Linked DNA regions of Rattus norvegicus: region 2 is linked to region 1. A link is a contact called in public Hi-C data. All regions are on one chromosome and are shown on one strand. The core of a region is the stretch at or near the end of the contact, and the rest is flanking DNA. Distances in the headings are between cores, read along the strand shown. Region 1 overlaps LOC120095656 (a long non-coding RNA gene). Region 2 overlaps Cd47 (Cd47 molecule).

Region 1 (5,162 bases), core at 1,281-3,780:
GAGATGGCATGGTAAAACAGAAAGCCAGAGGATGGGGAGGGGCCAGGATTGCTTTGTTACATCAACCTTTTCCAAGAGTTGATGTAACTCAGTGTTCACGGAACAGTGTTATTTCCTTCCATTCCTTTTATACCCATCAATCTTGGACACCTAACTTCCTCTCATTAGACTCCACTACTTCCCAGTATGATGGCATCTGGACTAAAATCAGAACACAAAACCCTATGTTGAACATACCCAAGCCAAACCATACACATAGTATTATGAAAATGCAAACCCAGAACCAGTAGTTCTGGAGTAGAGTATGAGTCTGCATCTCTGACAAGCTTCTAGCAAGAATGGTGTGGCACAAAGCCATAAACCAATGCCTGGGTAAGCCAGCCAGAAGAGTCATGGCAGTATTTAAGCAGGAAAAGGAAGTTGGGACAGGTGCTGAACTCCCTGGAAAAAAATGACGAGGCTGAAGCCTGGGTTCCTGCAGGCTATTTTAGTTTAGGAATTAAGAAGTGATTTCTCCTGCTTTTAGCTTTGTGGGGCTTACACTCAGGAAACATCACCAGCTGGACACCTCAGTACTGGATGTCCCCAGGGAAGGAGAACCTGATCAGCCCTCATTCCACCATGATTGAAATGTTCCAAGTAATGGGATTTTTGAATAAATTAGCTATTCATCACGAAAGAGGTATTATAGATAAATACCATACCTCATTGCTATTCCAAGCTGTCCACCAGTCATCTCTTTTAAGGAGAAAAATAGAAGAATTAATGTGATTCTGAACAGTGATCTGCTTAATGATTTCAAGGTTTTTATCTGAAGAGTATTTCAATAAACTACTTTAAAAGAAGTGGAAGGGGGAAAAGATGCATGAAGGGCTCATAAATTGCTGAAAGGTTGGTTCTCTAGGACTAGAAATCAAGAAAAAGGGTGAATGTTATAGGAAGATGTTTAAGTACTTATTCAGGAAAACTAAATAGAAAATCAATCAGAAAAATAAAAAATTCATAAATCCAATTGCCTCTAATTGGCTTAGCACATAGTACAGAATTTCAAATGTTTGTCTGTGAGCAACTCAGTCTCTTGAAATGATGCCTCTCAGCATAGGAGAGAGTATTTGGGTTACATTTCTTTTCCTATCAAAGAAAACTCATCAAGCCCACAGCAGTCCTTCAAAGGCTCAGTTTGAAATAAAAAACTCCTTATGGTAGCTATTTATGGTGAAATTCCACTAAAGATTTTCTTAAGTCAGGAAAAACACATTTTCATACTAGTCATTTAATCATTTATTAATTTTATACTATATACACAGCACTAGACTGGGTCCCATAGGAGAGACGACAAACTGAGCTAGAATTCTTGAGAAATGTGGTTTGGGGGTGGGGGTGGAGGGTTGAAGGGGAAAGAGATGAAAGCCTAATTAACCAAAGAACAAGATTGACATGAGTAATTAATTACAGAGATCTCACTACAAGGCCTGAGAAGGAGAGACTGGGTAGTTTCTACTGAAGGCAGTTTCAAACGTTTCTTGAAGGAGGTGAAGTTCACTTCAGTGGGTATGAAGATATACCATAGAGGGTGGAAAAACCCACAACTCCTTGAACAAGTATGCAGCAAAAATGTGAGTTAGGTTCAGAGAATGTAGACTTGTAGCACTTTATAGTGAGCTCAGTTCATTCTGAGAGCCTGAAAAAAATGCAGTCAGTTTTGAGCTTTAGTGTCTTTGTGGACTTCATTGACTTGGTCCACTTTCTTTGTTTCTCTTGTCAGAGCACAATGATTCCACTAAGGGCTGGAGAGATAGCTCAGTGGGTAGAGCACAGACAGCCGTTCCAGAAGATCTGCCTTTGATTTCCAGAAGACCTGAGTTCGATTTCCAGCAACCACATCCGGCAACTCACAGCCCTCTGTAACTCCAGCTCTATGACGTCCAACACTTTTGGCCTCCATAGACACCTGTATTATATGCACAGACTCCCACACAGAAATGTACGTGTACAAATAATTTAAAAGGAAAGTAAATATTTTAATAAAATATTCTTGTGTTACTGACAAAGTAAGGTTGTCCCTTCCAAGGAGCCTTCACTTTACTTTAAAAATAAAGTATATCTTTACCGTATATTTGCTTAAGAAATTGAAAAGCTTAAGATATGGGAGTATTCGCAATGTAAACAGTAAAAATAACTTTATGAAGCCATGGTCTCCCCCCTCCCTTGTTTTTGTCCTAAGCATTTTCAGTATTCCAGACCTCGCTCAATGTCTGTTTTTATAGTGGAAACAAAGGAAAAGAGTCACATTATTTTTCTAAGGTGCAATCTTTATCCCCTAGAGGAATTTCTGGCACCTGCTTAATGGTCACATTTTCAGACCTGATCATGTACCAAAGGCCACCTTTTGTGTGTTACACAAAGAGTATGTGTTTTAGAAAAGGAAAGTCCCAGGTTTTGCTTCCAACTCCACCCTTCAGAGCCCTGACTCTAGGTCATGCTGCTCTGCTTCTCAGAGCTGAGACCTTTATTTGTGCAAACTGGAAGGGATTGATTAGGATCAAGGCCAGATGACATCACAAAGTCCCTTCTGATCATGACAGGAGGTAGCCAGTGTGATCTTACCTGTGAACAGGTCATTCTCAGCACAGATGGGGTAGACCAGAAGGACACAAGGCAGCTATGGTGCGGGTTATGGGGTCCTTCTGTCTGCCACTAACTCAGAAGAGCTTCGCACACCTTTTCCACAGCCCTGACAAGCACACACCACTGTCCCTGTCCAGTTCACGCAGGTTAGTGTACTCATTGCTTGGCTCTTAGGGGAAATTTTCTTTCTCCAAGAGACTTTGCCCCACACAGACAAGGCAAACACTAATCTCTTCTCACTGCTGTGGCCACTTCTAATTTACCAACATTCAGTGTCCTCACTGCTTAGAAAATTCACGGGAGTAGTACCAGCTTGGCCTATAGTGGTAGAGCACAAACATTCTTGAGTGATTAAGAAATGAAAATGGCGGCTTTATCAGTCATCAGTGGGAGGAGGAGGAGAAGCCTTGGTCCTGTGAAGGCTCCATGCCCCAGTGTAGTGGAATGGCAGGATGGGGAGGTGGGAGGGAGTGGGAGTGGATGGGGCAGCACTCTCACGGAGGCAGAGGATAGGGGGATAGGATAAGGGGTTTCTGGAGGGGAAACCTGGAAAGGGGATAATATTTGAAATGTAAATAAAGAAAATAATCCAATTAAAAAATCAAAAAAGAAATCAAAAGGGAAAGTAAGGAAGAACGAGAGGGAAGGATGGAGGGAAAGATCCTGTTAAAATTCACTGCACTACAGTCAGATAGACCAGTGTGGGGGAGTGAAGGATAGGGTGTTCAAAGTCAGTTGGCAGCCGCCTAGGAAGGATCAGAGGTACCTCCCATTAATACGCTATGATCTTTTCTGAAAAGAGCAGAAAGGCAGGACAGGGGTTCACTCATTCCTACGTGTGTCAGCTTTGCTTTCCGTACAATGTTTAACCACCACCGCCAAGATCTTGGGGCCGCATGAACTTCACGCAATAAATTTCCACAGACTGACACTCCTCTATGACTCAGGAGAGAGCTTCATAGGCTCATTCCCCTGCTTTACAAACTGGTCGCCTTTTACTAGGTAGGGTAGATGAATATTTTAATATGGCCTTTCAGGAAAATATAATAGAATATTCTATCATGAAGTATTCTGTGTCTGTTTTCAATGCAAAATATTTGATGGGGCCTGGGATGGGAATTTGAAAGGCTTTCCCAATTTTTTTTTTTATCTTGGCTACATATTGGAAGTCCTGGAAAGGAGGGGATGAGGTTATAGAGAGGTGGAGAACGCTCAGCAGGAGATTTAGAGCTCAGGGTAAGAAACCTCCATGAAGCATTTAGTGGGCTGAGCAGCTCAAAAAAAAAATGTCAAGTTTCAGATATCTACCGTGTTAATGATTAAAATGTGTTATGCAAGTATGGTGTCGGGTACCAAATCATCTCACTTGATCCTGTCACCTCTGCAGTTGATCCCATACTAGTTTTAACAGACACAGAAATCAATTTAAAATGTGTACAAGGAGCAGTGCTTAAGAGCACTGAGTTCCATTCCCAGCAACCACATGGTGGTTCACAACCATCTGTAGTACGATCCAATGCCCTCTTCTGGTGTGTCTGAAGACAGCTACTGTGTACTCATATGCATAAAATAAATAATCCTTAAATTGACACATAGGAAGGACTCATAGTCTGTAACTGGTAAATTCAGACAGTTCCTTCCCCAGCCTTGGGTAATGCAGGGCAGGCCCAGTTGGTGGGAACAGAGGGAGAGTGGAATGTGAAGATGTTCTTTATCCTGGAGAAGCTTGAGCCCTGGGAGTACAAAGTAGTAGGAACTCACATTCTCTAGCTCATCCTTCCGCAAATCACAGAAACTCCGATTTTGGAACTAGAGAGAAGTCTATTGTGCATTGTACCCGCTCTTCCTATAATCCTCTCTTGTCCCTCTGATCCTAATATTGTGGCTACAGCTGACTGGACCACAAATACTGAGCGAAAGAAAACACCTTCTAGGCAAAGGAAATCACTTTTCTGCTGGTGCCTGTTGTTAGAATACCTCAAAAAAAAAAAAAAACCCACCAAGGTAAGTCTAGACTTGAATGCTTCCTAGCCCTGAAGCCCTACAGTTCAGTAACCTTTAGAATATTATCCTTTAAATATTTATCCAGTGTTTGTTTAAATGGGTGTCTGAGACCCACCACATAAAAGGACAGAAGGAAGGCCATATCCGTGTGTCCCATGGCCCTGCTTTAGCTCTGGTCTCAATCATCATGTTGATTCATCAAGGCCAAGGGTCTATGGTAAAGATAGTTTCCCTATTCCTTCCTCCACTGACTTCCTCATATCTAACTCTTAGTATCATCACATCCCCTGAGGGGCTGGCCTTTCACACACTTCCACATGCCTTACACTTTCCAAATGCATGTGGTGATCTCGGAAAAGAGTTGCTTCTCTATAACCATTTGGCACCAAACTATATTTAGATGGTGCTTCTAGGATAGTTCTTAGTCTGTGGGTCACGACCCCCTGGGGGATCACATATCAGATATCCTGTATATCATATATTTAAATTACCATTCATAGTGGTAGCAAAATTATAGTTACAAGTAGCAA
Region 2 (5,162 bases), core at 1,293-3,792, 39 kb after region 1:
AAGACTGAACCCCGAGCAGAGGGGCGTTGACCACGTATTAAAAGGTACAGCTTTAGTTCGAAAAAAAAAAAAAGAAAAGAAAAAATTATTGACTATAAAGATTTTCACACCTGACTTTCCTAATAGAGGACGAGAAAAACTGAAACTGTTCCAAGTCCACCTGCTTTTTTTGCTCTCTCCATCAAAACTGAGTTTAAGCAACCAACAATGAGCAGAGTGTAAATATTTCCAGGAACTAAAAGCATCAGGAGCTGTCAGGTTTGTATAAAGGCGTTCAGCTCCTCCACAATACGCTAGTATTTGCGACAGCTACGAAATCGGGGAGGAAACCTACTTTTCTTTGAGAAGCACTATCCTGGTACCGTGGTCAGCTTTCTGAGAGGCCTCAGCAGGTCTTAAGTTTAGGTTTGCCACAGACAAACCATTTGGTCCCCACATGAAAGATGACAAAAAATTTGGCATACGAGAGGCACATGGAAACATTCAGTGGACTAAGGAGAAATAACTGTTAGTAATAATGCAAATACAGATACGAATGCCTTTATTACACAGACAGGAAAAATCCCTGGTGGTTTTTCAGAGGGCACTGGTGAGCAGTCATAAAAGCTTGGCACATTACCTAGTTTTAAAGAGCTCGAATATTTGCATCAAATATAATGCCACCCAATAAGGACCTTTGTTTTGTTTTTTTTTTTAATGTATTCACTAAAAGCACAAAGTTAGCATCCGCTCTTGTATAGATGCCTCACTTTTGTCCGTACAGAAGATGCCTGTGCCTACTTATACATGTGCACATACAAACACGCCCACAAACGAGGTAAAAAACAAGTGCTAATAATCTAAAAGTACTCCATGCGGTCACAACTGTCAGGACGTTGGTTTTCTTCTAACTGGGTAGGGAGTGTGGTAGTTTTGTTTTACTTTTCAAACTTAGGGGAAGAGGAGGAGGAGGAGGAGGAGGAGGCGGCAGGAGGCAGGAGGCAGGAGGCAGGAGGCAGGAGGCAGGATACAAGGAGGAAGGTGATGTGTGTTTAGCATGCAACAAAGAGACAACAGGCATAAAACCCCCTCCCCGGGCCTTGCTAGGGCTGACGGAGACATATGTCGCCATGCAGGAGACGCATAGTTCAGATTTCAGTCTTGCTTTGTCATGCCTCCGATCAGAAAACATGGGAAGAAACACTAGATTTTTTTTTTTTTTTGCCTTTAAACCAGAGGTCTGGAATACATATGTTACAACCATAGCTATTTTATTTTTTTTTTGAAGAGTTTGAGCACAGTGCTTTGAGAATAAGTCTGGCTCCTTTCTGCAACTGACAAAATTGTGTCACAGGATCATGTTTAAAGGGGAGGAAAGGTACTGTATCTTGAAACACAAATCAAAGTAGCAGGACGGGACAGGGTGCAAAGGGTTGTGTGCAAAAAGGAAAACCACATCTGTAAAAAAAAAAGTATTCAAAACCTGGGTGCGCTGTATGTCAAAGGGGGTGTGTGTGAACGATGGCAACGCCCAAGAATGAAGACAACAGGGCCATCAACATCATAGCACACAGAGGGGCCACACGGGGTTTGCCCAACCACATTCATTTTTGTACTTCAGTCTCTGTCACTAAGACCCAGAAGTGGCAGTCTTGTTATTCAGCTAGCAGCATGAGTGGCAAAGCTGCTGGGAACCTGAGTTTACTAAGGCTTGCTGGATACCCCTGTTTCTCGTAGGTATCTCTAGGTAACTAACCCGAAGGTTAGTGCTTGGCGAGTCTCTCTGGGAATCGATTTAAACTCAGTGTTCAGAGACTCAAGGATCTAACAAGCATCATTCTTGGAAGTTGCCCCTGAAACTTTTGCCCCTAGTTGAGTAGAAACAATAGAAAAATGGATTTCGATTGGTTACACAGCACATCATATATTTTTTATTACGTAAATTACAGCTGCTTTAATATAAACTTAACTGTAATATTCATTTATGGTTCAATGACTTTTTTCAGAGATGAAAGTCAGTCACTGTTGTGTGTTCCTTCCAGCTGTGAGTTGTGAAGGCCATGGTGCTCAGACAACTGAATTCTTCCACTTCTGACTTTCAAGTTACAGTCCATCACTTCCCTTCAGTTATTCTGGAAAACAGAAACATCGACTTTTTGTCACTACTCACGCCTACTTCCTATGCATTAAGACACGATCTGTTTCTAAAACTCAAAACTCTTTCAGACATATTATATCAAAGAATAATGAAAATGTATCTGTAAAGGTCACAGACAGAAATCAGGCAAATCATTAGCCTTTTCAGTTTGGTAAGTCAAATGCCAATGGCATGGGAAAATAAAATCAACATAGACTGATAATCTTGGCTTCCTGGGTAAGCTCAACAGACGGGAAGAGATGTTGATTTTTCAAAGCAGAGGTTATTGATCCGAGAATAATATTCTATCATGTTCGCTCTAGATTTACAGCATTCAGTTAATATAATGAAGCAGACCTGTGATCTGGCATAGGTAAAGGGGAAGTCCTTGGGGAGGCACCCTGAACTTGGTTCAAGGTGACATGCATGTCATGAGTCCAGAGTGGACAGCAGAAGACACTGCCCATAACAAACATTTAAAAACCAAACTGTGATCTGCTAAATGTGGACAAAACTCAGGGCATTTTCAAGGTCATTACAAACTTCATGTGCTACACAAACACGTTAAAAAAAAAAAAAACAAAAGAAACAAAGTAATGGTTCTTTATGGTATCTCCTGAAACGGTGACTTAAAAAAGAAAGCCACATTTTAAAGAAAATTAACCAGGAGGCACTGAAGGTTTCCACACTGGTTTTCTGCAAACGGAGAAAAGTCTATTTATTTATTTATTTATTTTTATCCGCTTACAGAAACTTGACACCACAGTCGGTAGGAGGAAAGAACACAATAGTTGAGAAACAAGACACAGAGGGCAAACATGATGAAACCATGCCAGGAACGCTGGCAGCGTTTACATTTGTTCCCGCTATAAACAATATTTTTAGGTAGCAGCAGCTTGTGTAGCAAAACACACATTTAAAAACTACGACGAAAGCCTGTAACCATGGGACCATTCTGGACTTCCCGTTAAGCCAGAGCCTGTTTTAAATTTAGCTTAGCCAACACATGATCGAAGTGTTTTTAATCTTGTGCAGAAGTTAATTGTGCTCTGGGGAAGGAGGCCTTTGTTATAGAGGTGAATAGGCAGGTCACAGACTTTACAGCAGTACAGTATGAAGCAAAGCCTACGTGAGAAAGGGTCAGTTCCAAGTACTGAGGGCAGAAAGGTAGTTTTGAAAATAGAATAAAAATACAAACAGAGTTACTAAATGCCACTGCGGCTGGAGAATTATAGCACATTAAGGTTAAAGAATATATTAAGGTGGAAAAAAAGTCACAGACTTCTTTGGGAAGAATTAACAAGTACATGTGTAGGTCATATTCAGGAAACATGTGTTGGCTGTTGTTGAGAAAAGAGGGAAAAGCTGGAGGTGGGGTGAGGAGTAAAGAAATCTCTTCTCTTTAATCCTTCCCCACATGGTTGGGTCCTGGAAAAGCAGATATAACGCCCCCAGTGTGAATGCAACAAAGATCTCTCCACGAGTATAAAAGAAACTCTGTCCAGGTGAGACAAACATGCCAGAATTTCTGCACATCTTAGGCAAGGCATTTTAAACATCCGGGCAACAGGAGCTCGACCTGAAGCGTGTGTACCAAACGCAGCAACTGCTCTACTGAGGAACCAGTAGGTTCCCGTTCATGAGACCCTACGCGTCCTGTTCTTCTACCTACAGAAAAATGACAGTGTCACAGGTAAAAGAAAGAACAAGACACCAAACTGGATCTAAGGGGCAAACATCAAGAAACTTGGACATTCGTGACTGACGGTGTCTCTGTCGTTTCTTAAAAAGTTGTAATTTCAAGAAGCTCTTTGCTTTCTTTGCTAACGCCCACGTGTCAACCAGTGCCCGATCGAGTGTAGATGTTGAACTTACCGTCATTCATCATCCCTTTCGACTCTTTAAACGCTGAGGATTAGTAACAAGCAGGCGGGCAGTCAGAAGGCATGTTAGTAAGATTTCACAGTTAGAAATAATCTCAAAATAAACAGATACGAGACAACACAGCACCAAGTATCCCTTAGCTAAACAGCTAGACTCATTTGAGGCTATCATTCAGTGCAAAGCAATTTCTATGGCTCCCACCCACCGTATCCACAAAAGCAAACAGACTTGCTGGGGAATACACATCTAGATTTACATAGAAAGGAAGTGACACATTTTGGTATCACTCCATCGTGGTGGCCTGTTTTTTTTTTCCCCCTAAAACTGACAAATTAGAAATCAGAAGCCACAGAGATGTTTCTTTACTAAGGGTGTGGCATTTCATCTTGTCCCCTTGCCCAGATGTCACTCGGTATAGCACAGGACAGCGCGAACAACACAAAAGCAATACTACCAATTTCTGATGAAGAGTCAAGAAAGAATCCAGAGATCAAGGCAAGAGAAGATATGAGGCAGACAGCAAGCACACAAATAAAACTCCCAAGCTAGCGTCTTCCCAGGAGATTGATGGGCATGCCAATTAACGTCTTTGAGGATCGTTTCAAATTATAATCTGCTAATAGACCAAGATTGCTAAGCTTATAATAATCACATACCGTTAAGGGGTTCCTCTACAGCTTTCTGGAAAATATTTAAAAATTCATTCATATAAAATATACATTACTTTATGTCCTTTATGCTAAAACTTACAGTATCATTGAACCTGTATTGTGAGTAGAGAATCCTATGGTCTAAAAGCAAAATAATAACCATATTGTTCTCTCAGTATTTTTTTCTGTGACTAATTCCCCACTCCACCCACCATTCTCAGTTCAAGAAATCCTTACAAAAGTATTAGTGTACAAGCATGCAAATTGCAGTAACAGATAGAAAAAATTGCAGTAACAGAAAATACGGTTAAGAGATGGTAGCAAAGCGGAATCATTTTCAGATCATGCAAATTGAACTCAGTAACAGCAAGAAAACTGTTAGGATTTAATGGTCCATTGCTTAGGTTATCTCTAAGAGGCACTAGGGAAACTGCTAGCTGCTGGTGGCTAACAGCTATGACACCAGTCTCCTCAGAATAAAAGGCAGAGGTGAATTCACACACTCTGCCCAA

The links. Hi-C and Micro-C count contacts between places; a contact is called where the count stands out from the background.
Region 2: a Hi-C map of liver shows a contact between it and region 1, with 2.5 times the contacts expected there. The contact joins two enhancer-like sites. A contact is called at or near these places in 3 of 12 Hi-C or Micro-C datasets (kidney, liver and mammary epithelial cells).

The regions. Positions count from the first base shown.
Region 1 is chr11:64,337,946-64,343,107 of GRCr8, forward strand. The region is part of intron 1 of LOC120095656 (a long non-coding RNA gene); the gene reads right to left. Among named protein-coding and RNA genes, the nearest start is that of Cd47, 98 kb to the right of the region's middle. Within about 2 kb of position 2,531, at least 5 of the 93 cell types and tissues checked have an H3K27ac peak or open chromatin away from gene starts, as enhancers often do. A contact at or near this core is called in liver, where this site is marked.
Region 2 is chr11:64,376,724-64,381,885 of GRCr8, forward strand. It overlaps Cd47 (Cd47 molecule), which reads right to left. Exons shown (of 9, transcript NM_019195.2): 9 at 1,188-2,111. The coding sequence ends at 2,103. Among named protein-coding and RNA genes, the nearest start is that of Cd47, 59 kb to the right of the region's middle. Within about 2 kb of position 2,543, at least 10 of the 93 cell types and tissues checked have an H3K27ac peak or open chromatin away from gene starts, as enhancers often do. A contact at or near this core is called in liver, where this site is marked.